Linked DNA regions of Mus musculus: regions 2, 3 and 4 are each linked to region 1. Evidence: chromatin contacts called from public Hi-C data. All regions are on one chromosome and are shown on one strand. Each heading gives the region's core, a stretch centred on a gene start, on an enhancer-like site or on the middle of the called end of the contact. The rest is flanking DNA. Distances are from core to core; before and after follow the strand shown. Region 1 has its middle 41 kb from the start of Gm24458. Region 2 has its middle 70 kb from the start of 4930555A03Rik. Region 3 has its middle 41 kb from the start of 4930555A03Rik. Region 4 has its middle 40 kb from the start of Adgrl4.

The links. A called contact is a pair of places that touch in the nucleus more often than the background predicts.
Region 2: a Hi-C map of cerebellum shows a contact between it and region 1, with 2.4 times the contacts expected there. The contact joins two enhancer-like sites. A contact is called at or near these places in 5 of 484 Hi-C or Micro-C datasets (cerebellar granule neurons, cerebellum, myeloid progenitors and 1 more) and 1 of 115 datasets of contacts at active chromatin or transcription factors (the NIH/3T3 cell line).
Region 3: a Hi-C map of cerebellum shows a contact between it and region 1, with 2.0 times the contacts expected there. The contact joins two enhancer-like sites. A contact is called at or near these places in 1 of 15 datasets of contacts at CTCF or cohesin (the NIH/3T3 cell line), 2 of 484 Hi-C or Micro-C datasets (cerebellar granule neurons and cerebellum) and 1 of 115 datasets of contacts at active chromatin or transcription factors (the NIH/3T3 cell line).
Region 4: a Hi-C map of cerebellum shows a contact between it and region 1, with 2.2 times the contacts expected there. The contact joins two enhancer-like sites. A contact is called at or near these places in 11 of 484 Hi-C or Micro-C datasets (ECoMG myeloid progenitors, the HPC-7 cell line, cerebellum and 7 more) and 1 of 115 datasets of contacts at active chromatin or transcription factors (trophoblast stem cells).

Annotation. Positions count from the first base shown.
Region 1 is chr3:151,564,085-151,570,793 of GRCm38.p6, reverse strand. No RefSeq gene overlaps it. Among named protein-coding and RNA genes, the nearest start is that of Gm24458, 41 kb to the left of the region's middle. Within about 2 kb of position 4,938, at least 6 of the 459 cell types and tissues checked have an H3K27ac peak or open chromatin away from gene starts, as enhancers often do. A contact at or near this core is called in cerebellar granule neurons and cerebellum, where this site is marked.
Region 2 is chr3:151,360,423-151,367,984 of GRCm38.p6, reverse strand. No RefSeq gene overlaps it. Among named protein-coding and RNA genes, the nearest start is that of 4930555A03Rik, 70 kb to the right of the region's middle. Within about 2 kb of position 1,449, at least 22 of the 459 cell types and tissues checked have an H3K27ac peak or open chromatin away from gene starts, as enhancers often do. A contact at or near this core is called in cerebellar granule neurons and cerebellum, where this site is marked.
Region 3 is chr3:151,331,301-151,338,546 of GRCm38.p6, reverse strand. No RefSeq gene overlaps it. Among named protein-coding and RNA genes, the nearest start is that of 4930555A03Rik, 41 kb to the right of the region's middle. Within about 2 kb of position 3,861, at least 12 of the 459 cell types and tissues checked have an H3K27ac peak or open chromatin away from gene starts, as enhancers often do. A contact at or near this core is called in cerebellar granule neurons and cerebellum, where this site is marked.
Region 4 is chr3:151,394,452-151,401,980 of GRCm38.p6, reverse strand. No RefSeq gene overlaps it. Among named protein-coding and RNA genes, the nearest start is that of Adgrl4, 40 kb to the left of the region's middle. Within about 2 kb of position 2,515, at least 2 of the 459 cell types and tissues checked have an H3K27ac peak or open chromatin away from gene starts, as enhancers often do. A contact at or near this core is called in cerebellum, where this site is marked.

The sequences.
Region 1 (6,709 bases), core at 3,689-6,188:
TGCAATACCACATCACCATCTATAATTCCTTTTCCTGCAAAGTATGTACCCCACGCTTCAAGCTCTGCCCTATCTATTCAGCCACTGTTTTGGCAACTGTTGGATGCCATTTATACCACTTCTCTCTCTTTGTCCATTCAGCTTTTCATCAATAGTTAGCGCGGACATCTCTTTTAGCGAAATCAGTTCCATGTCCATCACTGAAAAGGCATTCCTGTCATTATCATAAATTTTCTTTCTTTTTGTTTTCTCCATTATGATAACCTCAATGTGCCCTAAATTCAGATCAGCTGTCTGTACTGTGTCAGCCCTTACCCATTTCTAGACTCCTGTCCCTCCCCTTAACTCTTTCCTAACTTATCAACATAATTTCCTAAAATTCTCTATTTTATTGTCTCAATTTACTCATTAATTAGCTCCTGTCAGAACCTGACCTCATCTTTCTGTGAAACAATGCACTGGAAAACTATAAATGTCCCTTGTCTTACTAAATCCTTCCAACAGTTCAGCAGTGATTTAGATGAGAATAGAGCAGGATGCTGTCCTTTTGACTGTGCCTTCCTGGTTCTCGTGTCATGATGTTCTTCTATGGTCCCCTGCTCTTTGTCATTCGCTTGGGATTCATTATTTCCTACATATCTGGTAAGCATTAGCTTACTAAGAGTTGATTTGAAGTAATTGTCTCTTCTTGCTTTATACTACATACCTGGTGAATCCATACCTGGTGATTAAATTATTCTTGATATGCAAATGATCCAGATTTATCAGTAAATACAAGTTAAACTGCATGCTTGCCTTCAAGAATAGGGAAAAAAAGAATTACAAGGTAAAGTCAGATCAAATAAATGATTCCTAGTCATTTCCTCTAGGGAACAAAGAAAACTAAGGGTGGTCCACAGAGCAGCTATAGATGGAGATGAAGGCCGTGAGAGGGATTTTACAAATGTGGTCTTGGGATCGAACATTAGCCCACTGCCTGGAGAATTTCTTCTTCTTTAGAAGGAAAATTAAAGTCCTAGTCAAAATATGCTCTGGCTGTGTGGTGTTAGAGATCCCACCCAAGGCCCTGCCTGTCCCGAGAATTCATTCTAGCAGTACTTACCACGATTGCTCAGATTCAGTCAGAATTATGCACGTCTATTCCATCGGCACCTGTTGAGCTGAATAGGACTTTTCTAGATTTCTTCTGAAATAGGAAGGAGGTTGGAGCAGGAGACATAAGAGAGAAAGAGAGACAGTGGTGTAGGTAAGAGCAGTTGACAAGTCATATCCCTATTTGGGATTTTTGAACTGTTGTCAGTTCCTCACTTTTTGGAATGGGGGTGAGGAGCCTGTCTACAGAATGCAAGATACATTTGTTCTAGGACCCGAGTAAATCTGTGCTCAGGAAATGCTATCCTATGACCTGGGTAGAAAGAAAATGCTGTTTTTTATCCTTTGCTGGAATGTGGTTTCCAGAGACCCCAAGAACAGTGATGATCGATCCTGCACTGGAGAATGAGATTCGGCAGGGCTTTCCCAAGGGTGCTCTCAGCTGTGATAGTGGAGATGTGCTTTTAAAATCTCCCAGAAATGGATGAGGACAAAAGCAACCAGACAGGGAATGGAGAATTAGGCAGACACAGCATGGTGACTTTGCTTCAAGTTAACCTGCTTTGGATTTCCAGTTTCTGTCATTTTCAGGAACGTCTATGGAGAAGTAGGGAGATTTGTTACAGGTTGAATACACGGACGCAGAGTGTCGAGGGAGCTTAGAGACTATCATTTAGGCTTTGTGCATCAGTGACCTCTCCCTTGTGGTCACTGGTATACAAGGCAAGGCGAATGTTAATGATCACCCTCTCTCACACATAGCAGAGTGTTTGGTGCAGAGTTATGGAGACACATACAGCAACACCTACTGGGGGCTAGTTAGTCAACACTTACCTCTCCTTAAGACAAATTCAGTTGGTGATGGTTGGAAGCCCATTTCTTTTGTACTCCATCCATATAATTTGAGTACCAGCCAATGTGTTCTCCCAAGGAACATTAATGGAAACACAGTCCATTTTACTGCAGTGCTAAAGCGCATCCTGAAAGCACATCCCCTATTCCTATCTAAGGAGTAAAAGCTGCTCAGGGCTACTGTGTCCTCGGAATGTCTGTGCAGTCTCACCATTAGTGTTTAATAGAAGCTGGGCATGTGCATCAAGGAGATAACATTTAGAGCACCTGAGAATGTGGAAAGAGCTGCATCATATTAGGGCTTTTCTTGTGGAATAGACATAAAAATGATTGAAATCCTGGTTTAAGGGGCAAAAAAATCTATGTATTCATTTTAACTGTCTTCTTTGGTGGTATTTATAGAAACAGGTTTTTATTCTTTTTCCAACAGTTTCTCTAACCATGGAGGGAGGGAGGGAGGGATAGATGATCTCAGTGTGACTTAATGTAATATATAACCCCCCATTCTGCAATTGTTCTAAATATCTTATGACTATAATATTTCCCTGGCATCTTGGAGACTGGTCATAGTGAAGTAACTACCTTACCTTTAAGCTGACAGAATTAAAGGCTTCTCATGTATTTCTTTCTAGGTGTGTTGGGATGCATAAGTGAAAAGTGCTTTTGTAGGATAATAAGATATGTATTTAAATCAAATATTTAATTCAGTTAGAAAACGTTGAACACTCAAAGTTCTAGTTTGTTCTCTTGTCAAGTTTGGCTGACAAAAGAAAGAGAGTGCCTTTCTTTTCTTCTTCTTTGTAAATTTCCTCCTCTGGTTCCAGTGACATTAAAATAAAAGGCCTATTATTTATGAAACAGTTTACTAAATCTGGAAAGGACTAAAGCCTTTTAAAGTTTTCTCTCCAGTTAAGGGAGCCCAGTGTGATGATACAGAGTGGAAGCCACTGCGTTTAAAGGGGCCTAATGGGGCCTGTCCCAAATCCTCACTTTCAAAGTCAATGAATAATCTCTTGTGGAACTCCACCTCTGGCTGCTTCTCTAGGCAAGAATGGGGAATGCTGTATGCATCTCCCTTCTTTTGACTCCAAGAAGGTGGTGGGTGTGGGGCCTGGCCGAGCTGCGATTGGAGGGTTCAAAACTCTCACCAAGGAGCCAACCTTTCAGGCCTGGGGTCTTTAGAGACTCAGGCACTCTGTCAGAAGCTGCCTTGTTAAATTCAGATAAATCAACACTTGTTTCTTGAGAGGATTTTGCCTTAGCATTTTATTCTGTACTGAGCTCAAGGTAATTAAAATTTTAAAATTTAATTTTCTTTTTCAAACACCATATGTGCTGTTTTGAATATGTTTCTAAGATGGAATTTCATTTCCAAAAGTCAACCCTATTATTATTTAAATCTATTTAAATTGCACGTCTCTTGGTACTTACACTGGAGCCCCTTTTAGCAAATCCCGAATCAATGTGACATTGGCTACTAAAATTTTCTTGAATTTTGAAGTAAATCTTGATTTTATTTCCATGTGCATACAATAAACTTTTAAAACTTATCTGAGGATTGAAAATAAAAAAAAATGATTTCCCACAAAATACTCCAAAAGAGCCTAAATTCTAAGTATCACAAATGCACACACACACACACACACACACACACACACACTCACACACACACACACACACACACATATACTCACACACACACAAGCACACACACATGAATTGCATCAGTGTTTAATCCTGTTTAATCCTCTTGTCTCTTCTCACCAATTTCTCCTTTTATTCCTTCTTTAACCAAACTCCAAACGGGAAAAGTTTCTTTTCCTTGACTAGTTTCTTTTTCCTCTAACTATCTTTGAAATTATATTTTAAAATATTATTTATAATTAGTTCATTACTGTGTCTATTATTAAGGTCTCCAGGTAATTTAGTTCTGAGTTTTGGAAAGGAAAGTAAATTCATTGCTTTTAAAGGATCTTCCAGCAGGTGGCACTAAAGCATCGTCTAAAGGTTGTGTCATGCTTATCAATTTAAAAATTACACCCACCTGGAAGGAAAAAAAAAAATCTCATCAAGGTCAAGAGGCTATGACATGCACAGAAGGTATGTTTGCAAACAAATGAACAAACAAAATGCCCGAACACTTTAAAAAATCTTTACACGAGGTAGGTGGATTAAAACTGCTTCGAGAATTTAGGCGAATCTTTTCCTAATAAAAGAAGTGGATATTATACAAAAACCAGGGTTTTGTAGGAATTTGTGTCTCTGTTTGTGAGAATTAATAGAAGCAATCTTTGTCTCCAAAGAGTTTGCTAAGTGTTGTATAAAATATTACATAAAATCTGCATAAAACTGGAATTAAAAATGTATTTATTAGTATCCATATGGTTATGGACTTATTTCAACACAAGGGAATTGGCGTACACACTCCAACTCCTATTAGTGTTAATGGGAATTATATGTGTGAATCCCCAGCTCCCAGTGCGTGGAAACAGAAGTCCCTGAAAAGATTGTTAAAATCTGTATTTGTATTACTTTTGGTTATGGTGAAAGTACAACCAAGGTAGGTGATTTTTAACATCTTTAAACTTAGTAGGGATGGCTTGCACCTGAAACAACAGGCCCCAGAGTGTTATTTATTCCTGTCGAACGTTCAGTTTCGTGTGATGATCAGTTCAGAGCCAAAAGCTAGAGAGGTTTCTTGGATTGTCAGACCTGAGTTCTGGAACGGGGCCATCCTCAAAGAGCTACCGCAGCTGTTCCCTTGGTAGCAAAGGTTGCTCTGGGTTTTTAGCTTCCAAGAAGAGAAATCTTTTTGAAGCAAATGCAAACACATGGGAAAGAGTAAAGCCTTTTCCTCGTCCCGACCTTTCCTCTGTAACTTCTTGGTTTCATGCGGCAGGGCTGTTGGGCATTTCTGATTGCTCTCCGGTGTTTGCGATTCACGATTCACGTGGACCTGAAGCTGCTAGACTTTGGCAGGGTGAAATCAGGCTCTTCCCAGAATGCCCCAGGCACAGAAGCAAACCGTGAATGAGAGCTGTACTACAGCAAGGAGCAGGTTCTCAAGGATAGCTCTGCTTTGGTCCTTAGCCAGAATATCATCGGAAGAGTTTTGACAGCTGGGAGATCACCTGACCCACAAACCTAGAAGATTCTCCCTTCCCTTCCCCTCCCCTCCCCTCCCCTCCTCTCCCCTCCCCTCCCCTCCCTTTCCTCTCCTTCCTCTAGGTGGGTTGTCTCAACCGTTATGGACACTGCTGGTTGTATCTACCAAGATTCTCAATATCTGTGTCTATTCAGCTTTAGATTATAAGAGTAGATTTTAGAGGGTATGGTTGAGGCAGTATATTCTATAAAAAAATAGTTCTCTTTGGTTTTAGGAAAATATTTTTTTAAATGTCCTTTGTGTTAACCCAAAGATCTGCTCTCCTTTATTTCCTGAAGGTTTGTTGTTTCTAAAGAAAAAGAAAATGTGTCTGCCCATCTATCATATCTAACTATCTATCTATCTGTCTATCTATCTATCTATCTATCTATCTATCTATCTAACTATCTATGTATCTATCTATCTATCATCTGTCTATCATCTATCCATCCTATAATTTATATATTTAATATCTACAATATATCATTTATCTATCATGTATTATACATATCTATCATTTATATAGTTGCCCTCTATCATCTATATATTTATCATCTATGTATCATCTATCATTTATCATCTATCATCTATCTGTCATTTATCTGTCATCTATCAATCATTTATCTATCCTATTATCTATATATCATCTATCTCTACCTATCATCTATCTATCTATCTATCTATCTATCTATCTATCTACCTACCTACCATATCTACCTATCATCTGTCTGCCTACCCATCAATTCTATAATCTATATATTTATTATCTATAACCTATCATTTATTATTTATCTATTATCTAGTCTACATATCTATCATTTATATATTTATCCTCTATCATCTATATATTTATCATCTATGTGTCATCTATCATTAGCATTTAACATCTATCTTCTATATATCTATCTGTCATTTATCTATCATCTATCAATCATTTATCTATTGTATTACCTATATATTTATCACCCATCATCTATCCCTATCTATCTATGACATGTCATATATCATTTATTATTTATCATCTATCATCTACCTTCTATCATCTATCAATCATCTGTCTATTCTATTATATATTTATCACCTATCATCCATCTTTACCTATCATCTATCTATCTACTGTCTATTTCTTCATCTATTACTTAGCTATCATCTATATCATCTATCAATCTATCATCTCTCTCTCTCTCTCTCTCTCTATATATATATATATATATACACACACATATATATATATATATATATATATATATATATATATATATATATGTATCTGTCATCTATTTTTTATTTTCACTTTACATTCAAGGCAGGATTGAAAACTGCAGCCCCGTCCCATGTTTGTAGTGATGATTTGCTTCATTGATAGAACAAATTGCCTGTTGACAGTGGTTGACTGCAGCTGACATTGCCTAATAAGGATGGAGGCTCTTTATTGATCTCAGCCTAGAAGGACCCAACCTGAGTTTTGTCCCCTTTAAGTTTTATTGACTGTAAAATGGAGAACGTGTACCTCCAGTTTAAATTTAGTCTGATATTACAATTACTTTTTTACTATCTCTCTATTCATGCTCTCTGAAAGGACATACACATTATGCACAGAAAGAAAGAAATAGTACTATT
Region 2 (7,562 bases), core at 200-2,699, 200 kb after region 1:
AATGAAGAGCATTTGCTGCTGCAAAGGAGCTAGGTTTATGTTTCAGTTCCAAAAAGGACAGCCATGTGTGACTCCAGCCACAGGGGATCTGACTTCCTTTTCCAGCCTCTGTGAGCACTGCACACACTTGGTGTGCACACATATATACTGGGTAAATATGAAAACAATATTTTGAAATATAAAATGCATAGTTTTCATGTGTGGCATGTGTGTGTGTGTGTGTGTGTGTGTGCATGTCTGATACTCATTTCATCGTTAGAATTCATTTCACTCATACTTGCATTGTGGATACAAAAAAAAAGATATTTTCCAGATTTTCCAGATGTGTTTCTCCTAGGACCTGTCCCCATCCAATTCTGCTTTGTGGGTTTGGTTGACTCCACTTGGAAGACATAACTACTAAGGATCTGTGGAGATCAACTCGTGCAATATGAGTTGGAATTAGTTGCCTCTAGATAATGCATCTGACTATTAATGGATAGAGAGATGTCTGCTCACGAACTAGCATTAACAAAGCACAGGACAAGGTTATTTATTTAAAAAGCAGTATTATGAGCATGAAGTTCTTCATTTACCATAAATACACAGTGTGATTATATAAATGTTATCTATCATCTATCTAATCTATCTATCAATCATCTATCCATGTGTATGTGCATATCCTCTCTCATAAATATAGGAATTTAATTGAAGAATATACTTTCCAAAACCTGCAGAGAAACAGATTTTTTTAATCCTGATTTTCTATTTTATTTCTTCTCCTTTCTCCCATTCTCAGTCTGCTCTCACCCATTGCTGTGACTCATATTCCTATGTGTGCATTGCTCCCAACCATATTCCTATGTGTGCATCTCCCCCTACCACAAGCCCCGCCCCCCACCATCAGCCATTCTTAGTCTATCATCATCTGTTGGCAATCACACAAAAACCTTGGCTCTTGATTATTTCACAGTGGACCCTTCTTACATAAACTTCCCACAGCCTGGTCCTTCCCTTGATGGCAGTGTGAAGCACTCCATGTCCATTGCCGCTCGGCAAGAGTGTGTAGAATAGCCCAGTCACCTTGCATAAAAAGCACTTAGCTGTACTCCTCATTGGTGTTCTTGGCAGAAGGCAAGGGGTCATTGGAGAGGATCCTAAGTAGTAAATTTGGCTACATGGCATACCCCTCTCTGAGCACTGCAATGAGGACTGAGCAAACTGTCTCTTCTCAAAGTGCAGAAACGTTTTAACTTGTTTTGAGACCATTATTCCAATAATTAATTAATTAATTAATGCATGTTGGCTCAGGTGTGTGGACCCCCTCCACATTTTTTGGCAGCGTCCTGTGCTCTCTTTCTCGGCATGCATACTTAGCTGGACCCTGGCAGACCTCTTTTGGAATAACCCTGCTGTAGGAAGAGGTTCAATTAACATAATTCAGCCTGGCAGTACTGCAAGGCATCTGGAAGCCGAAATCCCCTCAAAGGCCAGACTGTTCGGCATCCTCAGTCTCACTTCTGGCTCCTGCAGGGCAGGGAAGAAGCCCTTCTGTCCTAAGCTGTGGGGGGCCTGTCTCATGCTTGCTTTCTGTGTGTGAGATCCATACTTCTGGCAATCTGGCCTCTCCCTAGGTTCTTTGCTCCAGTCCAGTAATGGATTTTTTTCCTCTGGTGCTCTCTCAGCAGAATGAGCCAACCCCTCAATTACCTCGAAGTTGGAAACAGACATCCCTGTTTGTGTCTATTTTCTGCTTCTTTGTCTTTCTCAAGTGGAAAAACTGCAGTAACAACAAAAGCCTGTTGTTCCCATTGGAGGGCACCAGGAAGCCCACCATCCTCCCCGACTGAACTTGCCTATGTCCTCAGCAAGAGACCCGATACATTCTCCATAATTTATGTTTACATGGAAATATTGTCCCTTCCTTTCCTTCGAACAAACGATGCGATCTCCTAGAAATGAAAGACAGCAATTATCAGCAGAGAGCGACAGCGTTCTTCCATGCATTTAAGCTTCCAGGAAGTACAGAAAAGCTAGGCCAGATAATACACCTGCGGAGAGATCTGTGTCGTGTCCTCTAGAATTTAAATTGCATTTAGAAATAAGTAAGGAAAATGAAGAACGTGCTGTGGGAATGCTACTGAAAACATCCAGTGTCGATGGGAACGTATAGGAAACCAGTTGATATTATGAAACAGGGATGGGAGATGCTTCGGAGGGTAAGAGTGCTTGCTGTATAAGCGGGGGGGGGGGGGGGGGGTGCGGGGGGGGGGAGGCCAGGGGTGCAGGGGGCTGAGTTCAAATCCATAACACCCACTTGAAGTGGAGTGATGCTTCATGCCTGTAACCTCAACAAGAATATCCCTGAAACTTGGTCTAGCTTGAGAGAGAGATGCTGACTCCAGGAAATAAAATGACAGTAACAGAGTAGTACGCTTGAGGGCTACTCTGTTATAGGAGCAGTAGGGCTCTGCTGCCTTCAGTGCCTGCGTGCCTGTATGTGTGTGCTGTGCGTGCGCACGCATGCCTATACAACCCTTGAATTTATTTGTTCATAGTAAATACCATCGTTGCTATTTCACTCTAGTCTGATTAAATTAGCTGATAATTCCTTAAGGCTTTTATTTTCCTGGGACTGGAGAGATTGCATAGTGTGTAAGAATATGTCTTGTTGGAAGTATGAAGAATAGAGTTCGCATCCCTAGAACCTAGGCCAAAAGCTTGCGACCAGAGCCGGGTGTGGTGGCACACGCCTTTAATCCCAGCACTCGGGAGGCAGAGGCAAGCGGATTTCTGAGTTCGAGGCCGGCATGGTCTACAAAGTGAGTTCCAGGACAGTCAGGGCTATACAGAGAAACCCTGTCTCGAAAAACCAAAAAAAAAAAAAAAAAAAAGCTTGCTACCAGTCTAGCAGTTTGATGTGCACATGCAGCAAGCATGTACCAAGCACACCCAGTAAACAAAATTTAAAATCATTCTTTTCTTTTTAATTTAAAATCTAGAAATACGTTTATAATTTAGTTTGTGTATTGTTAATCTTCCTCTTATAGCTTATAAAGATTGGCAAATTAAACATTGTTAGAATCAGCATCATGCATTTGATTTCACTAAAGAATATGATTATAGTTTAAATTATTGAAAAATCTCTGTTAAACTTAATTTTGTACGTATCAAGGAATATTTTGTATAGAAAATTAAGTTACTAGAGCTCTCACGGTAAGATATTGAATCACGGTGTGTATATGCTTATCTCAAATGCTTGATGCCAGGTATTAGAATTCCTGAATATCTACAGTCAGGAATCCTGGAGATTAGACAAAAGGGTCAACACATAACGTTGTCCCTGTGTTCATTGTTCGTATTTGTGGGGTGTAGTGACGTATATAGCTTAGTGTATGTATACAATATGTGATCATGAGATTCTGACCACCTTCATGTCCATCATCTCCTGTGCCTACCACTGCTTTCTGGTAGAATGTTCACCCTTCTCAGGCCATCTTCTCAGCATCATCCATTGAGGAGAAGTTTCCCTCACTGTTGGCACTCACTGCCTTTGTCAAAACCAGGCTGTTTATAAACATCTTGATTTATTTTGGACTTTATTTGGTTTTGTTGATTGGTGTGTCTTTATGTTGGCACGATATTGCTGTTCATTATTGTAGCCTTTGTGATATGTTTTAAAGTAATATTCTGCCATGGTCTAGATTTGCTCTTTGTGGTCAGTAGCATTCTGAATATTCAGGGATGTTTTGGGATTCCGTACAAATATTAGAAATGTCAATTGGGAGTGACATTCTAACTTCTCTGAAGAATGTTACTAGTATCTTTATAGCAATTGAACAAATATGAAATTGTTTAGGTAGTATGGAAATTTTAACAATATTAATTCTTCTAAGCCATGGATAGTGGAGGATCTCTCTCTCTCTCTCTCTCTCTCTCTCTCTCTCTCTCTCTCTCCTTCTCCCTCTCATATCTTCTCCAGTTTCTTTGCCCTGTCTTTGAAATTTCCACTGTAGGCATCACTCAATTTGATGTATAAATATATTGCCAATTATTTTACTGTATTTGTGCCATTGTGTATAGGCATACATCTTCTCAAACTACTTTTTTTAATAAGGTTCAACCTCTCTTCTAGCCCACCATCCAGCAGAGACTGTAGAGGGAAAATTCATTAGGATATGGGGGATGTAGTTCAGCAGTAGTTCTTTGGGGGTAACTTTGATATTTTTTCTGATCAGTTCAGTCCCAAACCAAACACTAAGTACGATTCAGCAGCTGCAGACCAGCCCTCTAGACAGGCAGACACCAGGCATGAACTGGCAGCTACATTCCAGTCCTTTCAGCAGGCAGAGACCAGGCATGAACTGGCAGCTACATTCCAGTCCTTTCAGCAGGCAGACACCAGGCATGAACTGGCAGCTACATTCCAGTCCTTTCAGCAGGCAGACACCAGGCATGAACCAACCTGCAGTTATAGTTCAATCCTTAAGAAACCTACCAACAGGCTAAGCCTCACCAGCAGTTTTTGGGCACATTTTTCTCAATTGGCAGCGTTACCACAACCAATGAGCATTGTTAGCAAAGAATAGCAAGGCAGAGCAAACCAAACCAAGGCTCAGTGTTCGTCCTCCACTGTCTGTGGGGTCATATTTATACTTCTTCATCAAGCATTCTCATCATCACCTGTCAAAACATCCTTTCACCTGTGGCTGCTTCAGGAAATCAGCCTTTCACGTGTTTTCTTTAGCAAGACATCCTTTCACCTGTGTGCCCCAGCAAAACATCATTTGCTGCCAGTAACTTTCTAAGGAACCAGACGTTTCTACTTCAACTCCGTTTGGAGCCGTATATTGATTTCATCCTACACAATGTGTTATTGGCCTATAAATAGGAAGTTAGTTTCTGTGAGACGTTATATATATGACATGTTTCCTGAATTAACTTTGCTGTTTCACATGTTTATAGCCCCTCTTTTTCCCTATAATATCATACTAGCTTCAAGCAAATGTAATTTTACTCCCAAGTTTATATTTGTATGACCTTTTACTGTTGTTCTACATAAGTCCACCTATTGCACTTAACATAAGTGATAAAGTGGGCTTAGTTTTAAATCTCGTGTTGGATCTTTGAAGAAATTTTAGATTTTTCATAATCTGATATAGACTATGGACTTAGTCTATGTAGTCTTCACACAGCAGGGATATATTCCTCCTATATTTAGTTTTCCAGAGTTTCAATCCTGAAGAAATGTTGAATTTTATTGACTTCTGTTTGAAACCACATGAGGCAACCACAGTGTTTCAACCCTCCACTTTATTGGTAAGTATTATGTTTACTGATCAGTGTTTTTGAGGCATTCTTACACACCTAGTATTAACCTTAGGGTCTCATGCACTATATAGTCAATCATTTTAATATATTGTTGGTTTGATATTATTAGTAGTTTAAACTATAAATTAAACATAACAGCCTATATATCTTTGTTTGTTGTGCCAATTTTCATTTTTTCAAGTATTTTTTAATATTGCCTTATGAATAATTTACTGCCCCATTTATTATTCAAGGGAGTTTTGATTAATTTCAATATATTTGTTAAATTTTAAAAGTCCCTCTTCTTATTGCTTTTTAGTTTTGTCTCATCATAGATAGAAGACATATACATTATTATTTCAGATTTCATTGCATTTAGAAATCATTTTATGGCCTAAGATATGTCTAGACTTGAAGGTATTATATATGCATAGAATTAGAATATGGTGCATTGATCAAGTGTTAGAAGAAATGGCTAGCAGTAGCCTGTGAGGTCCATGGCTGACTCTCTTTGCATTCATGCATATTAGTCTGTGGTAGGTTGGTTCTTTTGAGTACATTCATATTCTAGTTCTCATTCTTTCACTATATCGTAGGCATGTCTTAATGATTACCAATAGAGCCAGTGTCTTAGTCATTATCAATAATAAATACCAACCATTACTAACAAGCTGCCTTGACTTTTGCTGTTTTGGGAAAGCTTTGTCTTTCATTTCTAAAGAACACATCCCACCCCCCACCCCCCCAGGTATAATATGACTGGGAGGTATTTACCTTCTTTGGGGGTATTGAATACATGATGTGGTTCTCTACTACAATATTTTTGCTGCGAAGTCTGCTGTTGATGTAATGAAGATTCCTTAAATGACTAGAAAGTTTTCTCTGCTGTTTTTAGCTTCACTCATTCGGATATTGTAAAAGCAGGATCCCATCTTTAAAACATATCATGTGGTGGACTAAATCATCTCTCCACAAAGCCTTTCAAATCTGAAGATTCTTGAGTCTGCCTGGACTCGTGGCTACTGCCTGAGATTGGAAGGGGCATCATCTCAGAGGCAGAGTGCCAAGGCAGTGAGTGCACTGTCACATCTTGTCCTTTTTTATGATTGGCTTCTTGGATCTGCCATCTAAGAGACCTGACAGGGACTTACAGATAGAGAGAGCTGGGCTGTGCTTGGTGGAACACTCTGCTGTCAAAACCCCTGAAAGCTCTTAATAGCTGAACAAGGAACAAGCACCTGTTTTCAATGAACACTGTAAATTATGTTTGTGTTAGACATTTTGGAACCCTGAGAGAGCATCAATGAAAACCAATGTCCAACAGTTTGGGGATGTCAGATCCAGAGTAAAGTAGATACATGAGTGAGGGTAATAAGACTCACTGATGGTAAGACCACCTCCAGAATTATGACAAATAAGTGGTGACTCATGCCTTTAATCCCAGTAATTGGGAGACAGAGGCAGGAAGATTTCTGAGTTTGAGACCAACCTGGTCTAGAGAGTGAGTTCTAGGACAGCCAGGGATATACAGAAAAAACCCTGTCTTGAAAAACAAAACAAAACAAAACAAAACAAAAAAAGTAAAGCTAAACTAAACCATAATGGAATAGAGTTGTGTGTTATAGAATGACACATCATTCAGAAAGCCTTCAATACCCATATGAACATAGATAACTTAGAAGATTGGACTTGAATTAAAACATGAAGCAGTAGCTCACCACTAAACTCTAAGATTCTATTTCATTAATAAAGGTTACTGTCTTACGCAGAGTTTCTATTCCTGCACAAACATCATGACCAAGAAGCAAGTTGGGAGGAAAGGGTTTATTCCGCTTATACTTCCACATTGCTGTTCATCACCAAAGGAAGTCAGGTTTGGAACTCAGGCAGGTCAGGAAGCAGGAACTGATGCAGAGGCCATGGAGGGATGCTACTTACTGGCTTGCTTCCCCTGACTTGCTCAGTCTGCTTTCTTATAGAACCCAAGACTACCAGCCCAGAGATGGTCCCACCCACAGTGGGCCCTCTCACCCTTGATCACTAATTGAGAAAATGCCTTAGAGCTGGATCTCATGGAGGCATTTTCTCAACTGAAGCTCCTTTCTCTGTGTTAGGTCCAGCTTGTGTCAAGTTGACACAAAGCCAGCCAGTACAGTTACTGTGTTGATTATGAATGCAAACCAACAAAATTACCTTCTTTAGCCTTAAGTTTTTGTAAATAAACAGGTAGACTGTCCCTTGAGAGAACTGGCCCAAGTTAACATTCATTTATG
Region 3 (7,246 bases), core at 2,612-5,111, 230 kb after region 1:
GCTACTCAAATTGATTGTCAAGAATTTTGTGGATCATAACAACGAATTAAATAAAAATAACTTATGTGAAAAACATTATATATTGCAGAGTTGGCAATGGGGTTGTGTTGATGAATAATTTTCATCAGGGAATACATTCCTGTGACTCTGAAATGGTTGATTCACTATGAAATGATAATAAATCCCAAAACCATCTGGAAAAGTTTGAAAAATATCTTACCTATCCTCAGAGATATAAAAAACAGGGTAATGATTCATTATCTTAGAAAACTTTCCTTATGTGTTCAGATAATATTACATTTCATTGAGATTTCCTTTCCATTTCCTGTATTTTTAACAGGAAGACATTTTCTAAAGTGGAAATACAAAATTAGGTAATTTTGGAGCATTTTCTTCATGAGCTGGTAACAGTGTTTGTAAGTGAAGTATGATCTTGATGAACCCAGTGAGCTGTTTCAAGGGTTGCCAACTGTTTCTAGGCACCCTATGATGGTTTTCATATAGAAACTAAATATTTTACTGAGAAAGAAATCCTTGGTGGTACGATTACTGTTCATACTCATTCCCCTTTTCTCTTTAAAAAGGTAGGGATAGATGAAGTAAATTTGAGGCTTTTCTGTTGCTATAGTTGATTATTAATAATTTTAGTTCTCAGCTATATAGTAACACTATTAAGTTCTCTGTGATTCACTCCACTTTGGACATTGTTTCTTCAGGAGTAGGAAAAGGAAGTGCTGTGATTTGAACATGAACAATTTCCCAGACTCTCCTGCGGAACCTTTAGGAGCTGGGACATAATGGGTGTTTGGTGATTGGCCTGATAGGTAGGTGATAATCCTTCACTTGTTCACTCCTGAGGACTTTATACTTCCTGATCTACTGACAAATGAACAGGCAGTCATCTTGAACGGTTTCTGAATTTTCTATATTTTATATTCCCGTGGAACAAAATCTTTCTAGGGACGAGGCATAACAAACAGAGAGTCAAGAAACATTCAGATGTCACCCCTTTGTAAGTTCACAAAATGGAACTATTTCATTTAAAAAGGTAGAAAAACTGCTTCTGGGCTAAGAATACACGCCAAGTTTGCTGCAGGCTCACATATTTTATGGCTGATTTATGAACCTCTCAGAGAGAATGGACATGGTGACATATTAATAACTCCAGCCAAATGAGTTCTGCATACTTCAAGAAAAAAAAAACCAGAAAAGAAACAGTAGACCAGTAGACAAGGGATGTAAAGGGGAGGCATCCTTCTGAGATGGGGAAGAATATTCAATACACATGGCAAATCGTAATTTCTGTCTTCCGTGGGCAAAATAAGGGCATGAAAGGGAAGGCTCAGCAGAGAAGGGAGCTTGCTGCCTCTGTGGAGGACATGTTTTGATTCTCAGAGCCTGATAGGGCAGCTCACAATCCTAACTCCAATCCCAAGAGATCTGTTGCCTTCTGCTGGTCTCTACAACCATGTTCCCTTACATGGTCCATTTACAGGTGTGCAGGAACACACATGTTTACATAATAAAAACAAGTCAATAATTTTTAGAAAAGAAATAATTAACCAGAGGATGACTTTAATAATCACTATTTGCTATCATCTTGGCTCAAACTTACTCATTTAAAAATGGTATATTAGAACGATTAAATACGTGATTTTAAAAATGATAACATAGTTTTTTTTTTCTTTACAGGTCTTCACTGGTTAAGTTTGAAATCTGCAAATCTTGTATTATAAAATGGAACAAAACCACTCAAATATAAACATGGAAATTAATGTGTATTAATTACCAGTATTTGCTACCAGTAAAGCAGCAAATGTATGTAAAATCAGAATACTCAAATTATCACTATGTGTACACAAAATTATGATGATGATACAACCTTGTAGAAGGTAATATTTAAAATTTACGTTTAAATTTCTAACATTTATAAATGTGGTCTTAATAATTATAAGTATTTTGCATCGTGAATTAACTGATAACCTGTGCATGTAAGTTATATTTTCCAAACAACCTGCATGAGAAGTAGAGGAAAAATTAAGTTTACTACGGTACACAGGTAAATGGGATATTAGATAAATATAAAGAATAATTCTTCAAAACGTATAGCCTGGCGTGGTGGCACATGCCTTTAATCCCAACACTTGGGAGGCAGAGGCAGGCAAATTTCTGAGTTCGAGGCCAGCCTGGTCTACAAAGTGAGTTCCAGGACAGCCAGGGCTAAACAGAGAAAACCTGTCTCGAAAAACCAAAAAAAAAAAAGTATAATTAACTGAAGAACTAGTACAAAGAGAATCAGGAAACCCTGAGAATAGATAAGGTAATACAGCCACAGTTATAGCAATGGATGAAATCTTAAGCCTACTGTACAATGTTAAATTGTCTCTGTAGTCATCATGTGCATATTTTCACTATGAAAACTGTAGAATCCTGTGAGAGGTGAATTTCCACTGCTTCTTTGAGACTTCATTCTGGGCGATCCATGACAACATGGTACTTGCCTCTGCACACAGAACCACTGCTGTCTGCTTTTCCTGAGGAGACAGAATTCCTTGTCGTCTTGCATTAGAAATGGTGCTGGAGATCCAGCTGGAGTCCCTCAGAAAGCGTCTCTGTGACCTTCTATGGTTGGAAAGCAGGGGGACCTCTGGTGTAACTCCCATCTGCAGACATCTTTGATGATGGGGAACTGACCTCTGTATCAGGAGCAAACCTCAGCCAGCACTGCTCTGTGGGAAAGGACTTGCTGGCTTCAGCTTCAGCTTTGGTGAAACAGGAATGAGTGAATGTTTGCTGAGCAGATGAGGGTCACCATCAGGAGAGATGTATGTGGCCACCTTAGGTCTGGTTTCATTGGGCTCTGCAGGGAGTCACTCCAGTAAGCAAAAACTAAGACCCAAAGTGCACAGAGATGAAAAATGAGCACCAAGTGACCCACTGACTGATCAATTACCCAGGCCAAGGAAACTGCTGGAGGGAAAGATCATCAATTCTCCCTCGAAGGATCTGGGAAAGTAAGTGCGCATGAATGCAAATGTTGCAAGGTTCATTTTAGAAACTGTGTTAGGTACGGGATAAATATAAGGCATGGGGCTAGAAGTCAGGGAATTTAGAAGATACTATATGACTAGTTCCTATTTGTCTAGCAGGAAGATTTGTAAAACGCCAGCCCCACATTCTCTCACAAATCCCCAATTTACAAAATCAGAGAATGCCTTAACCTTCAGCTGGTAGAGTGTTTTAGGTTATAGACAGTCATGGGATCAACCGTGAGGCATTAAGTAGTTTGAAAGGGTGCATAGCTAGATGACTGCCTAGCTAGATGGCTTAAAAGGGCCTTAGAAGCATGGAGAGCTAAGTGTGTGTTCTCAGAACACATGCAAAGCCAGACAAGACAGGCATCTGCAATACTCGTACTAAATTAGGGTAGAGTGTGGAGATCAATGAACCCCTAGCGCTTCTAGCCTAGGCTAGACAACTCCAGGTTCAATTGAGATTCTGTCTCAAAGATAATGTGAATAGTAAGTGATGAAGATGTTTCAACTAATCTCTGGTCTCTGCACATACACAAAGGTACATAGGCACCCAAGGCACACAGGCACACACACACACACACACACACACACACACACACACACACACGTGCACCCAAATGCACGGGCACATTACCACATGAGCATATTCAGAAAGACCCCACACTCACATGCTGCCCTCCCCCAGTTCCAAAAGATTTAGATTTGACTGAACACCACAGAAAACTGCAGCAAAATCTGGCAATCTGTGTCTCCCCTTCTGGTGAAAAGTCCTTGAGGCTGCAGTTAGCTTGTTCCCCAACATTCCACGCATGAGTACTAACAAACTTCAAAGAATAAGCTTGGTTACAACAGCATGCCCATCCTGTGTTTGACTGTACTGGTGGGCTTTCCTAGAGAGTCATGGGAAAAGATACTCTGAAAAGACCACATGATCCACAGAGAGGGTCACATTACATCCTAAATATTCCATTCACCTGATAAACTTTTATTAAAAACTTCCTTAGGATCTGAAGGGAGAGACAAAGCATCTATAACCCTGCTATTCTCGCTTTAACAAACAGCCAACTGCGTTCTCTTCTTGGGTCATGTTCTCTGCCTTGTTAAATAAACAGTCTGATCTGTCTATGTCCATCCACGGCCTCCCTTGCTGAACAGAAGGCTGCTGCTGACTAGTTCTCCGCAATTGCAATTAGTAAAAACCCGAGAAGGCTCATCTTGGAGAGTCTTCAGCACACCCTGCAAGGCGAGCTCTTCACAGGGCTGGCTTTGTTGTCAGCAGGTCTGAACCAGAGTCTGGCTCTGGCAATGATTAGAATGAGTATTCTTTGACAATTTAATTAGACTCTTCCAGCTGCAGCTTCCTTACCCATTTTGTGAAGGGGATAACGACGCTACCTAACCCCCTGAGTTGGAGTAAGGATTACGTGAGATAATGAATGTAAAACATTTAATCCAGTGTCTTGTAAGTAGTAAATGCTCAGTAAATCTTAATTACATTATGATCATTAGATTCCTTGTCATGCAGAGAAAGACCCTAGGGAAAATCAGAGTGACTGTTGGCTGAGAGAAGGCTGGGGCAACAACTGTGGCTAATAGAACTGCAGATCCTTCCTGCCTTTGCCTCTAGGAAATATAGATGATGTCAGAGCTACAGAAGTGTAAAAGGCTTTGCGGAGCTGTGAGGTGGTTGTGTGATATCGAGGTGCTTTTCATGGGCAACACTTTGGCTCCAATCTCTAGAATTCCCTCTCCCACAAAACAACCACGACAACAACCAACCAACCAACCAAACAAACAAACAAAAACGCACCATTGTAAGCTAAGACCATTTGCAAACCACTTTTACAAAGTTTGGGAAAATGCTAAAATGATACTTTTAGTTAGGATTCTCAAGTTTTCTGTAAATTGTCAAGTAGAGAAAGGCAAACAACAAAAACCTCACCTTTTTTTTTTTTTTTTGGAATACCAGCAATGAAATTTCACAAAAAACATCCTTCTCTCCACTGGGAATTTGCACCCCAAACAACATCCGTTACTTTTTCTCAGGACGGTGTGGACCTTGCTTCCAAATGACACTGTTCTATTCTGTTTAATTTCACGAGGCAGAGAGAGAGTTCATCTTCTCTCCATTTGGACTCAGTTCCTGCCAATGTCACAAATGGTGCTACCAGCAGGAAGCTCACAAATGTTGTTTGTAATTAAAAAGCAACTTCATGCCCGGAAACACGTGCAATATTGTATATAGAAAGAAATGTTATTCACCACGGGGGTGCAGAGACGAATGCCCAAGATTTTAAAAATTAAATTAAAAGTATGTGCATTGTTCTTGCAAAGGACAGTTAGTAGCCTGCAGTGAGTCTGCATGATGGAAAGCCGTGCATGTGTGGCTTTGAATCCCCAATCTGTAATTTACCAAGCATGCACACGCCTTTCATGTATAAATACTCTGCTCGACAAATCTGATTTCCTTTACCACCAATCCCTGTGATTCATTTTCTACAACTATATGGTGTGGGTCCCCTGCGGGAAGCCTGATATCTCCCTCCTGCTGCTCTGTCCACCTGTTTAGAATTTACATCCAAAATTCATCTAAAACATACCATTTTCCCCCTGGAGAATATTGAGTTAATATATTAACAAATTCCAGATGAAGTAGATATGTTCTGAGGGCTTTGCAATTTTGTATTGCACAAACTCCCCTTTGATGGAACTGGAGACCCACATTTTTCAGGGCAAAATCAGAACAGAAACACCCACCAAAGTTAAGTCCAAGCAAAACAATACCCAAAAGAGAATTCCTTCTATGCACATTTCATGAATATTTTTCTTCCCTCTAACCATGGCACTCAGCATGCCAGAACCAGACACAAATGATTTTATGCATTTTAAGTTAGATTTTTTCTAATAAAAACAGACAGAATTTATTTTTCATGGGGATTATGTGATTTTTCTGAAGTGCTGGGCTACCTGGTTCCTCCGGCAATGCTCCATCCATCACAGCTCAGAGCTCAGCTTCCTTCTTCTTCCTTCCTAGTAAATTGCATTAGCATAGCTTACTTTGCAGTGAACATTGTATGGACTTATTTAATCAATGTCACCAGAGTGTTCATGCTTGTGAGCATATTCTTATTTTCCTCTTTTTCTGTTTCTTCAAATTATCTTGAGTTGAGGGCTATGGATGCAGGCAAGGTGGTAAAGAGTGTCTTTAATTTAATGTGCTCCTGCCAGACAATTCCAGCTTCTGGAGTGAATCCTGAAGAACAGATGTCTGCCTTACAAAGTACAAAAAAAAAAAAAAAAAAAAACCATGCATCTGTTTCCTAAATGTCAAAACAATAGCAGGCAAGTCAGAGCACATGTGGAAAGGTCTGAGTGGCTTTAAGAAAGCTTTGAGCTAGGCCTTATTTGTAGCTGGCCAAGAAATCAACCAGAGAAGGAGGGGGTTGTCCCTCTGAAGGCATGCATTTTAAGGACAAAGGGTGGGGGAAGGCAGGCATAGGCAGCCATTCCACTATTTTAGGAATTTAGTTGTCGGCTTGTCTAATGGAGGTTTGCGAGCAAGCATGTCTATCTCTCTAAATATCCCACCAGGTTTCTTTCCATGGCTCTATTTAAAGCCCACCTGGATCCCTTTAGTTACAGGTTCTTATCTCTCCGTCAGGGCATATTCTGGTTTCTGTTACCTGCAGATCTGTTTGCTTTCTTCCAAATGCCTGCATTTACAGAATGTGGTCAGGAACTGATAGCCTCCAGAAGAAACTAGGGTGATGATATCTCCCCGTTCAGCCAGTGCGCAAGCTAGCAGGAAGAAAATTCCACCTTTCCCCCTCTTTAAAAATACTGTTTTCATCATTATACAAGAAAGAACAAGTAAAAGAAGTGTTAACTACAGCGAATTTTCTATACAACTCAGTAAACATTTAAATGTACTTAAATGGTAGAATTAATTTGCCATTCTTTATATTTTCCCCTTGTCCATTCAAGAAATGTATCTCTAATTAAATTTCCCATTGACCACTCTAATGGAAAGAGGGCCATCCAGACCTATAGCCCTCGTCAGCATGTGTGAACCACGGTGATAAGGCTGGGTTACTGCAGGATTAAGAACTGCTTTTACTGAGGCTAAAAGCTGTGCACCCTATAGGAAGTCACCAAGTTCCTTGAAATCACATCGCCAGGCTCTTTGTTTCCCACTACTTGCTTTGTGCTGC
Region 4 (7,529 bases), core at 1,266-3,765, 170 kb after region 1:
AGGTAACAAGAGAGAACTATATATTCCTATGTCTGAGTATGTGTGCGCATGCTTATATGTGAACTTTATTTTAAAGGTCTATGAGCAGTGCTCGTCAGTGTTAGTTCTTCATCCTTTTCATTTTCAGGAGTCCATGCCATAGCCAGGGTTTCTTCCTAGGTATTTAAATGACAACGTCCTTAAAACATCAGTGTTCCTTCTCAGGTTTTCTCCGTTAAAGCCAGGAGAGAGAAAAAATGATCCTAACACAGTTAATGTCAAAAATCTTAGTTGTATGTTCTTGGTTGTATGTTCTTGTTATTTCTAAGTCAATTCTGTGCAGCTTAGGCTAAGCGTTAGCTCTGATTTCCCAGTCCCATCACTGCGGATGCCGTTGTCTTTATGTCTTAAGCACAGGCTTCCATAATTACTGTGCACTAATAATGGGGATTAAAACAAGCCCCCACATTATTTCATGTTATTTTTCTCTAAAAGTTCTACAGATTTGCAAACTCTCAAAAATTTCCTCCACAACCGAGGGGAAATCATCCTGTTTTTATGATTTTAGGATTTTTTTCCGTGTGTTGACAAATGAATAAATAGCACTGCAGTTTATCCGAGACTCTGAAAAAGAGAGACACAGATGGATTTTCCTTTGCCTTCAACAATATCCAAGGCCAGGAAGACATAGAAGCAATGCTTCCTTGGGAAGCCTGTGTCCACAAATGGCGGGATTTGATGAGAGTAACAGCAACTTCCCAAAGGTTGTCTGCCTAGGTGTCCCCTGGAAGGGTACATGGCCAAATGACACAGTTCTTAATTATAAAAAATGAGATCCATGAGTTAGAATGAGTTCTGTAGAGTCCATTCTTTGGAACATGGAAATGGTGCCGAACCCATGCTCATGAGGAAAGTGTAAGACCCGCCTTGAACAAAGAAACTTTCTGTGCATTAAACACTCAGTGTTCCTCAGAGCAATCAAGTCCTAATCAGGTGAACTGTTACTGGGGCCGTGTCTCCAAAAGCACAGCATGAATGCAGACAACACACCTCTAACCTAAAATATGCCTATTATCTGAAAATTTAACAATCGAACAAAAATTAAATAACAAATTAAAACATTGTGTATTACATTTGCATGGAAGTATTCTAATAAGAGGGCATCTATATTCTTCAGATTCCAAGAAACCTAAGTCTACAAATGGCAGAGCATTGGCTGAGGAAAACACTGACTTTGTTATAATTTTCTAGAATGCTAATTTAGAAGTAGCCTCCTATGGCTTCATGGGTTACAGGCATTAGTGTGATCTTCACAGAATTTTACAATCATCAGACAAACTGGAACCATTAATGATGTCCGATTTTTGAAGCAAGGCATATTGTATGTTCCGTTAACATTTGAAAACCTGAACTGAATTACAAAATGGTGTATTCTCTCATTTATTATAATTATTATCCGGTATTTAAGCTAAAATCAATGTTCTTTGCAAATTAAACATATTATTATTTAGCTTTTAATATAAAGGGTGACCGTTTCCATTTACCAAAGTAAAATCTGTTATGCATGCTTTAACAAATGATTTATAAGTGCAATTTGTTTTTAAATAAAAATACATTTGTACAGTTACAAATTGCTACCAATCAGAGCTTTTAATTAAAACTTGAAATATGTGTGGTCAATGATAAAGAAATAAAAATTTTTTGAGCTTCAATAAGCCTGTGTCCAAAGACAGGGCTAGAGTCTGTTCTTGTGCCCAGAACTTGAGTCTCACTCCCATGCAAAGGTTTCTCTCTCTCTCTTTTTAAAATGTGTTTCTGCCTACATGGCAAAACCTTATGCTAAACTATAGAAACTAAAATTTAATTTTGGGGATTGGAGCAATGGCTCAGTTGTCCAGATGTTTGCTGTTCTTCCAGAGGATCTGAGGTCAGCTTCCAGCATGCACATGGTGTGCCTGGGTCACAGCTGCCTGGGAATTCAGCTCTGATCCAAAACTCACTTCAATTCTTCACAGGTATGTGCACACATGAACACACACACACACACACACACACACACACACACACTCATAAATAAATAAGAATTAAACAATATAGATCTGCCTCACAAACCCTAACTGTAACTTCAAAACATCTTTAGAGATTTCTCTTTGGGTGGGCTGATGCTCTGCGGTGTAGTACAGGGGCCTGACTTTGTATGAACCCATGGTGTTGTTGTTGTTGTTGTTGGTGGTGGTGGTGGTGGTGGTGGTGGTGGTGGTAGTGGTGCGTGTGTGTGTGTGTGTGTGTGTGTGTGTGTGTGTGTGTGTGTGTGTGTGTTGGGGGGTGTAGCCAGAAGTATTAATAGGACTTTGTACTACATGTCTCTGCAGGTAGCAGATCAACAGCTGGGGAACAGTTTGATTCACAGATGCTTCCATGTTGGTAGAAGGCCTGTGGTGAAATTCATGGTTGTTTTACAAATAACAAGCCCATTGCCATCCCAGCTGTGCGTGATCAAGCTGCACATGATAGTGGAGGGGCCTGATGCCAAATGCCTCAGAACTAAAGCAGGGGGTGCCCATGTGACACACAGCCCTTGCTGGAAGGACCTCCTCAAGGGGCAGACCATTCAGCTGTCAATATTTAAAGCCAAGGTTCTTACTTAACATTACAGCCAACTAGCAGACTACCAGGGAGGAAAGCAAAGAAGCTTTTATTTCCTCCCTGCTGAAGTTCCTGCCTGACCCTCCATAGCCTTAAACCCCATATTTACCGTGTGTGGGTTCAGAATATTTAAATATTCAAAGATTCTCAGTCATCTGTAGCCTCATCCCTCAGCAATTTGTTAAGGCTTAAAGTCTCAGGATAGATTTTCTTCACTGAATGGAGCTCTATGGAAATGTGGACCATGCCATTTCTGTGACTCCAACTGGAAATAGCCAAGCAGCCAGAAGCTTGTACGGATGACACCCGGGTGCAGATTGGAATTCTGAATTTTCTGTTAACCCTTCAGCCCTCACCCAGTGATTATGTGGTGTCGTGTAGGTGTTGCTTTATTGCGAAATGGAAATGGAAAATTTGCTAAGAGGAAAGCCTCCCCGTTATCCTTTATGTTGTGCAAATATGTAACCCAATTCTTAAAGAAAAAAATAAAGACACGTGGACCATGATGAAGATAAGCTACTAAGCGTTAAAAAACTGCACGATCTTTCCCAGAAGAATCAAAAATGGTGGAGTTGGGAAGCTGGACAGTTTTTGGTTTGTCTGTTTGTTTTGTTTTGTTTTGATTTGTTTTGTTTTGTTTTGTTTTGTTTTGTATTTTGAGGCAGGGTTTCTCTGTGTAGCCCTGGCTGTCCTGGAACTCACTCTGTAGACCAAGCTGGCCTCAAATTCAGAAATCTGCCTGCCTCTGGCTCCCAAGTGCTGGGATTAAAGGCGTGTGCCACCATTGCCCAGTCTGAAGCTGGAAAGTTTAAGTCAGAGATTTATAAAACAAAAATCTTCTGCAAAAATAATACCAAAAGGAAAGGCTGGAAAACCTGACATGTTTGTGTTCATTTCGGTAAACAGCATTAGAATGTGGCAAATTGGGTCGGAGATGGAGGCTTGTAAAGGCCAGGAATAATTTTAAGACCACATTCTATTATTTCTTGAAATTGAGTTTTTAGAAGTTCTTTTGAAATAGATATTACTTCAGCTTTACCTGGGCGGTCATCAGTCCATTTATTATTGGATGCTATTATATGTATTAGAGGAGACAGGCCAATCCTTTGAGGTCTAGAAGTTTTACTTAAGATTAACTTGTACACATTTAAAAGAATATACACTTAAGGACTTGGAGGTAATAAGATGAAAATAAACAGCTTTGGCTGTTTATGGTTGCAGCTGAATATAAAGCAGAAATGAGGGACCACTGCTAACACCAAGGAAGGGCTGTGCTTAAGGGATGTAGTTGGAGCTTCAACAATACCACTGAAAGCTGCCTTTTACAAACCCACAATGTATCAATATGTATTCATTAAACAGATTTTTAATTCCATAGTAACACCTTTTTAGCCAAGTATATCATATATGTTGGCCATATAAGTTCCCTATGTCCTCCCTTCTCAGCCCTCCTCTTTCTAACCTATATGAGTAGAACACGGGAAATCTGTATGTCTGAAACACACAGATAAAATATTCTTTATATACCTCAACATATATATTGAGACAGGGTCTTACTACATCGCCCTTGCAGGCTTACAACTTTCTGTGTAGAATTGACTAGACTCCTACTCATACACATGTATTCTATATACTGAGATTGATAAAGGCATGTAAAAACAAACATAGATAAAATAATCTTTTTGAAACAGTTATTCATGACTACATGTATCTATCAAGTAATGATGTCATATTATTTTAATATGTAAGCTCTTTGCAGATTCCAACATCAAACATATAAACATCTATCATCTATTTCTATCTATCTATCTATCTATCTATCTATCTATCTATCTATCTATTTATCTATTTATCTATCTACCATCTACCTGGTATTTATATTATATATTAATCCATTATCTATACTATCTGTCATACATTTGTGTATTGCCTATCTATTTAAATATGTCTATCACTGCCTTTCTACAAGAAATCCATTTTGGATTCCTCTGATTCTACATTGGAGAATATTGCTTTTAAAGAGGATCACTTGTCTCTCCAGCAATGAATCAATCAGTTCTAGCCAATTCTGTGATGGAATTTACTAGTTGTTCTTAGAAATATAAAAGTAGGACACTAACATAGAGCCCTTGTAGATATCCCAGCTAAAACTAAGAGACATGAGCAGAGCATGTTTCAGAAAACAAGAGACTACTTGAAGTAGAAATGACATGCTTTGGTGACCAATTGGGAAAGGGAGTGGAATTAAAGAGAGATGACTAGGATATCACACATCACTGCCTCTGATAATCACAATGCAGGGGACAGGTTTATTTAAAACTATCATTTGAGATTAATTTAGACTTACAGAACTCTTGCAAAAAAGGCAAAGAAAGTTTATATAATTCATCTACCTGGCTTACTCCAAGAACTTTTACATAACCAGAGTAGAATTAACAGGAAGAAGAGACCCTTGAAATACTGTTAACACAACTATATATTTTTCTCCCATTTCCACAAGCAATAAGCCATTTCAGTCTACACTTTGAGATTCTTCTTGCCCATTTTCCCGCTTTTGTTTGCATTATAAAATAAAACTTAACTCTACACACGAATGCCAAATTGATGAATTTGTCCTTGATTGGATCTTGCTGAGAAGTGCTCTAAATTATAGAATCTGAACTCACAAGATGATAGGACAACAATATACTTTCTTTACCTGTTCCTTGATGAAGTACAGTGTAGTATGTATAGGTAATAATGGCTACTGCAGGAACTTATACAAACCTAATGTCTTTGTTTTAAGTACAATGTTGTTGAAAATATTCATTTCAGACTTTTTTTTACACAAAAATGGAATAAAGTGAGAACACGTATACATCCTTACAACAGATTTTAGGAGGTTGACCTTAAGACTACACATCAAGCAAGGGGAGAGGAAAGAGTTAACTTTGACTGGGACATTGTATTTGGTTTGAGAGGGATAATCAGGGAGTTGTCTTCTATTGTCTTTCTGATGGGACTAAGTGCATAATCTTTTTCTTCTAGGCCAGAGGTAGGTAGTGAAGTCTGGTGGCCAGACAGACCTTCTCTCTCCATGCATCAGCAGTGGGGCAGTGCCAGCAGACTGGTGTCCACTAGCATCCACATTCCTTTCTCTACTTATAGTAAGATGAATCCACCACCAATCTATCTACTCATCCAAGTAAAGGTGTGCACATGTGTGCATCTACTAAGAATCAAGGTGTGCACAAGTGTGCATCGCACTCATCAGAGTCAGTGTGCACATGTGTGCATCTTACTCTTCCCAATCACTGATGTCACTGAGCCCTAACTGGAGGGAGAACGTCCATATCTATGAGGTACTCACAAGGCTAAATGAGGAGTTTGAAGCGAAGTCAGCCACACACCCATTTCTGGGCACAGCTCTCTGACTCCTGGGCATGGGTTACAGCTTTTGTTGGTGCTTGAGTATCCATTCCAGGATGTGGAGATCTGTTGTGGGCATGTGTAATTAACCTTCTGCTTCCCACATCTCCTATCTCTGTCATTCAGCACAAGTGGGTACCTGGACTTCTATTTACCTTAGGCCTACAGCAATGGAGTGATATGGGTGTGAGCCCTGTTTTTGACTCTTATTTGCCAGTTTTCATGGGCACATTAAAAGTGTCCATGCTCCACTGAACACAAGGGAGGAGTAGACCCTGTATCTGTAATGAGAAGTAGTGATGTGTTATCAAATAGCCCTTGGACTTTAAATGGGGTGGGAGAAGCAGGCACAGGGTATCATGTCTGTCACTCAACTCTCCTCAGTGAGACAGCATAAGAGAGGGACATCGTGTTGTGAGAGAGCATCCTCATAGAACAGTGAGACTGTCAACCCTCCCAGTCACCTTAGCAGTATACCTGGACAGGAGCTCACCATATGAAGGTTAAAGAGGATTATCTTATAATATAATGCTCAGATATTATCTCATACATCTGGAACCTAAAGAAAAATCACTTAAATCAATAAATAGGAGTGGCCAGAGAAATGAATCAGAGGTTCAAGAATACCAGAAGAATACTCTTCTAGGACAAAGGTTCAATTCACACCACCCAAATGTTTGCTCATAATTATCTGTAACCCCAGTTCCAGGGAATCTGACATCCTCTTCTGGCTTCCATAGGAACCAGATACACAGGTGGTACACAGACTCACAAGCAGTCCACTCATAAATAGAAATAAATACAAAATATATGCAAGTAAGCCTTAAAAGCAACTGCAAAAGTTACACAAGGACATACAAGCATCAGATGCTGGTAAGAATGACTTAGATCCATATTATCTCACAGATTTTAAACCAGCCCTAACAAATATCTGCTTCTACTTTTAAAATAACTTTTGGAGCAAGATCAAAATATTAAGGAGAAGAAGTTATAGAAAAGAATCAAATGGAAATCACAGAACAGAAGCATTGAACGGCAGAAAGGACATTAGTGAATGATGAATTAGCCAGGACAAGAGCTCATGGGGCAAAGGCAAAGCTACTGTCTGACAGAAGAGCACCAGTCTACAAAACCTGAAAGCAAAACAATATTACAGACACTGATGGAGTTAACATTTGTCTCACAACAGTTTCCAAGAAGAGTAAACTGGAAGGATTTGAAATAGTTTTTGCACCTAAAATGGCTGAAATTTCCCAAATCAGGGAAAGACACAAACCTACAGTTTTAAAAAGCCGAGCATTAGCCTCTGTGTGTGTGTGTGTGTGTGTGTGTGTGTGTGTGTGTGTGTGTGTGTGTGGAGAGAGAGAGAGAGAGAGAGAGAGAGAGAGAGAGAGAGAGAGAGCAAAGAGTTGGATACTAATCATCAGACAGCAATTTGAATGGTAGCACCTTTCTCCTGGGACCAGAGGGAAGTGAGTCACAATTTTCTAAGTACT